Linked DNA regions of Gossypium raimondii: region 1 is linked to region 2. The links are chromatin contacts, called in public Hi-C maps. All regions are on one chromosome and are shown on one strand. The core of a region is the stretch at or near the end of the contact, and the rest is flanking DNA. Distances in the headings are between cores, read along the strand shown.

What was found. Hi-C and Micro-C count contacts between places; a contact is called where the count stands out from the background.
Region 1: a contact with region 2 is called in a Hi-C map of leaf, with 2.8 times the contacts expected there. The contact joins the promoter of LOC105773176 here to the promoter of LOC105773786 in region 2. A contact is called at or near these places in 2 of 2 Hi-C or Micro-C datasets (both in leaf).

Annotation. Positions count from the first base shown.
Region 1 is chr6:50,655,075-50,657,774 of ASM2569854v1, forward strand. It overlaps LOC105773176 (polyadenylation and cleavage factor homolog 4), which reads right to left and starts at 1,395. Exons shown (of 7, transcript XM_012594874.2): 1 at 829-1,395; 2 at 645-746; 3 at 301-558. The coding sequence starts at 1,113.
Region 2 is chr6:50,514,846-50,517,545 of ASM2569854v1, forward strand. It overlaps LOC105773786 (homeobox-leucine zipper protein MERISTEM L1), which reads left to right and starts at 1,253. Exons shown (of 12, transcript XM_012595910.2): 1 at 1,253-1,852; 2 at 2,273-2,537; 3 at 2,639-2,700. The coding sequence starts at 2,317.

The sequences.
Region 1 (2,700 bases), core at 145-2,644, 140 kb after region 2:
TAACCGAAAGAAATCCTAATATATCAATTGTTATTAACATTCTGGCAACTCTACCCCTCAATCCAGCCTATCCCTGGTGATCAAAATCCAATTCAGCTTGTAATTGTCCTTCAGTACCAAAAGCAATTCTGTCCAGAAGGATCTATAACTGCTAGCAACATCTGATTCAAATAAATTCTCAAAAGAACATGATTTGCAGTGATATCCTAAATAGTGAATGTGCATAAGACTACAGAACAGAGCATATATTCCAATAAAATAGAGGATGTGAAGAACAGAGTTTTCCATTAGAAAGCTTACACTATCTGCACCTGACTGTTGTTCAAACTGCCGCAAGTACTTAGGATTAACATGTATGCCATGTGTTGGACGAGGTGATTCAGAAGACTGCAAGGAAGTTACTCCAGAAGATTGTTGGTTCCCCGTTTGAGAAAACTGCAGTTGCATCTCGATTTTACGTAGCACGGAAGGCGGAAAAACTGTTGACCATGTGCCAAATAGATGTCGCATTGCAGGATGCAAGTTAGGATTAACTTGCCTGTATGCCTCACAAAATACCTAAGAATGAAAAATAAAATAAGATAATCTATATCAAGCTAATAGCAAAGAAAAGAACTTCATCAAAAAGGTTGGCAATGACTCACCTCTGGCAAACGGGAAGAGAAATACCTAACATATTCTCGGCCAATATTTTTTACAATGCTATCTAATAGATATAACGAAGGAAGTTTTTGCTCTACTGGAACCTGAAAGCAATAAATTTGAAATTAAATTTTTAAATGTTCAAATTACTTGTCAGGTACAACGGAAAACCTAATTTTAACTAACCTCAATAATTCGTGCGCAAATAGCATCGGCAATGCCTTCGCCGTGCTCTCGCTGTTCACCGGCAATGATCGTGAGATCAGTAATTATGGGCTTCGAATTGAAAGTTAGTTCCGATAATACAACCTCGTAAAGCTGAACAATCTCCTCCGTAGTCGGCGTTGCCCCATCATCATCAGCAACACCGCCGGAAACCCTGAGCTCATCTTCCCGTTGCTTCAATAAAGCCTTGAACCGTTCCGATATCGACGGTAGTTGCTTTTGGGCTAGTTCATTGGATATGGCCATGCTGCTATTGCTACTGTTGCTATTGGTTTAGGAAAAAGATGAAAATTTTCTAGGGTTTTCTCGGGAAAGTAGGATTTTCTCTGATTCCATACATGTATCAGAGAAAAAGTAGCCGAAACGGTAAAGGTATTAGGGCTTGCGGCCCATCGTGAATCGATGCTGATTAAATTAGGGTTTTTGTTGCCAGCATCGAACAATAAACAGATGCTGTTTTAGTGTGTTACAAATACGAGAGTCTGGTACTTTTCGTTTTCCCTTTTTTTCTTTATTTTTTTTCGCTGAGATGAGGGGAGATAATAATTATTAAAAAAAAAAAAAGGACTTCCTAGATTTGGTTTAATCCACGGTTGAAATAAAATGAAGTTTTTTATGGTAATATGGGGCCCACAAGATTCCCAGTGACGTGGAGGCTTTTAAGAAGCTTAGATACTCTGATTTCCCGTGAGCAGGGATACAGAGAATAATGCTAAATCTAATGGTCAAGTAATTGTTGAAAGAATCCCACGGTTATTATCGCTTGAAAACTTTTCTTTTTAAAGTTTTTTACAGTTACAAATGGAATACAATAATAAGCTCGAGTTAGTAATTATAAAATGTAGCAGGCGAATAATTAAAAATAATTAGGCAAAACTGAAAAGAATTTAGACAAAACTCATACATCATTTATATACATAAAATTAAAGACCCACACATTATAATTACACATAACGTGATTAAAATTTAAATGCTCAAATACTCAAAGCATCCGCCTTAACCCACAATGCCAAGACATCATTAGCTTATCGCTTAAAAACTTAATAGAAAAGGTACACAAATAACATATCAATCTTATACTCATACAATAATATAAAATCATACATTGTTTAAGGTTTTTTTTAATAAGTAACATGGGTAAAGATTATCCAAGAATCAAATTCGGAATTATTGTCAATTGAAGAATCAGGGGCAAATTACACATAAAAATCCATTTCTTTTAAATTTACCTAAATGGGCCCGATAAATAATTATTTACCGGAATTGGCCCATTTCCCTGAAAGCGTGTCCACGTCAGCGCGATGTCAGGGTACGTGACAGGAAAACGCGTCCCTGAGGGAGCGTTTTGCCCGTTTTTGGGCTTTAGGGTTTAAGGTTTAGGGTTAAAAATTAAATAAATAAGTGATTAGAGTTTAGGGTTTAGGTGTTCATGGCCAAGCAGGGCCTGGTTAGGGCCGGGCCCAAAAAAATTTGGCCCGCTTCCTAGGCCCAGGGCCGGCCCGGCCCGAATATGAGCCTGGAATTTTGTCTAGGCCCGGCGCGAGAAAAAATTTCTAAGCTCGAGCCCGCCCCGCCCCGCCCCACCCCATTATTTAATAAACACCAAAAAAATATTTTAAATATAAAAAGAATAAAAAAAGTATTTTAAAATTAAAGAATAAAAATTATTTATTTATTATATATTCGGGCCGGGCCGTGCCGGACTCGAGCCAAAAAAGTGGTGCCCGAGGCTCGGCCCGTTTTCTAAACGGACCTCGATTTTTTGCCCAAACTCATATTTCGGGCCTATATTTTTACCCGAACCCTCCTATATTTTTTGTCCGACCCATGAAC
Region 2 (2,700 bases), core at 3-2,502:
GCACGTCGCCGGCTAATAAATCAAAATCTCCATCACTTGCACTATCTCTTCCAAAGGAAGAAACATTGCGGTCCATCATGGAATGATTCGGATCTCCATCCAAAAGCTTATCCTTCCACGAGGGTGCTGAAATCAGATCAGGGTCGACGACCATATCTACTGATGCCTCATCAATTCCGCCCTTAAATCTCACTTTCTTGGTGGTCCGGTCCTCAACAGAATGGGAATCCCCATCGTCTTCGTTAACAGACGGTGGCAAAGAAGGAGAGAGTTGCTTAGACATTTTTTAATATTTAATTGTTGAGTTTTGCAATCTGCAATACCCTTTCATTGTCGATAATTAATGCAATAAAAGTAAATAAATACATAAAACAGATCACAGATGAGTTGGATTAGTTCATATACCGACCGGATATGATTACACGTATGCATATCTGTCAAAAGGAAGAGACGAGATTAAATTTGATTAGAAATTATGAGATTTACACCACATAGATTTTGGTAGGCATGCATGCATAGACATGATATATAATGCGTCTGAAATCTGCAAATGCAGACCATAGCCTGTATCCTTCAGAATCAATAATTTCTTGGAAGATTTGAGAGCAAGCCGAAAGATTAAATATATTCAAGTTATTCTAGCAGCAGCTCTAATTTGCTTTTCATGTAATTTGATGGGGAAATTAACTAGTACAATATTCTACATATATAAATCAAATATTTAATTCAAAAAAAACAATAAATATTTGAAAGTAGTCATTAACTGATATGATTTAAACTGGTGAGATATTAATTATACCTTTTATCTTATAAAAATTTAAAATTTTCATACTATATATGCACTGCAGATTTCATGGCAACATTAGGAAGAAATATTCCTGTTAATTTAAAAATTTATGATGTTCCCCAAGTTAATTGAGATAGAAATTCTACTTTTGTATTGATGTCAAATATAATTCCTATTGCCAAATGTATTTAGCTTCCTTATCTACCGATATATATACTATACGTGCATGCTTATTAGTAAAACCTATCAATATTGGAGCTGAGACACTGAAAACTAGTTGAAAGCTTACAAAGTTAATTTAAAGAAAGGGAAGGGAAGGGGAGATGTTTTTCTCTTTCTATAATTTTTATTTCCATCACTCGCAATTACACCTCTCACCCACCATAAATGCTATTGCACCCTCTCGATGGGCTCTGCTATTTATTCCTTAGCTGCCACATCCTCTCCACCTGTTTCTTCAATTCTCTTCATTTTCCTCACCCCCCCCCTTGGAACTTCAAACCCCTTTCTCTCTCTCTAGACTTTAACCCTCTTCTCTCTCAAGGTAGGTCTCTGTCAAACCAGTGACCCCAAACTTTTAAAAACCACCCTAAAACCTCCTTTCATTAATCTTTCTCAACAATGTTCAAAAGGGCTTTCTTTTGTTTTGCCTATACGGCCCTGTAAAAAGTCTCTACTCACGAAACCTATTTCTTTCCCTGGACCAGCTTGTTTATAGCACCCGATCTGTGTTCACACCATTTGCCATTCTCTCTTTCATATATTCGCTTATAAAGCTTTGCTGAGAATCAAGAGAGAGTGCAAAAAGTGTTTGTAATCTTTGGTTTGTGGGGACTTTCTATCAAAATCAACCTAAATACCACCAATATAGGAAAGCGGGGCCAAGAATCTAACAAGCAAGAGACTGATATGTGTAGCATGTATTGCTGCTGGTTAGGGTTTTAAAGGTCAATGGCTATCTGTGTCTCCCAACATGAGGTTTCTAGTGACCAGCTTACCACTGCATTTAAGACAAGAAAATAGTTGCCCTAAGCTCTTAGTCCCCTTCTCCAAATAATCCATACGGTAATTTTCTTTCCTCCTTTTTTTCCCCAACTTTTGCTGCCCATTTTATTTCTCCGAGGTTCTTTCACTTTTCCCATGGGAATAGATTAGGATAAGCTTTCGACTAATCCATCATTTTAATCTTCGAAGTATATGCTACCTTTAAATATAGTAGCAGTTGGTTATTAAGATATTCAAAGAAAAATCCTTCTCGATAAGCGAACTAGACCTTTTTTTTCTTTGAAAGAGAGATGGTATATGGTTTACAGCTCCATTGTTTATTTGCCTTTCAAATGTTTTACGATTCCATTGTCATGCACTGGTTTTGACTTTTTTAACTTTGTACTTACATTTTGTGTCTTTCGTTACTGTTCTACAGTTTATTTAACCCTTTTCCCCCTTTATTTTAGTTTGCTTGACTTGTGTATGTTCTCTCGGCAGAACCCAGAATATCCATACCGTCGCCATTCGAGCACTTTGTTAACATGTTTAGCCCCAACTTATTTGAGAGTCCCCATATGTTCGACATGTCTCATAAGACCTCGGAAAGTGAACTAATGGGGAAGATCAGGGATGATGATTATGAGATCAAATCAGTCAATGAAACTATGGATGCTCCCTCTGGAGATGATCAAGATCCTGACCAACGCCCTAAAAAGAAGCGTTATCATCGTCATACCCAGCATCAAATCCAGGAGATGGAAGCGTAAGTCTTGTTTTTTTTTTTCCTCTTACTTAAAGATAAGAAAGATTAACATGACTAGTTCTTCTTTGGGGAATTGATTCTTTGGACACTTTGTTGCTCAGATTCTTTAAGGAATGCCCTCACCCTGATGATAAGCAAAGGAAGGAGCTTGGCCGTGAGCTAG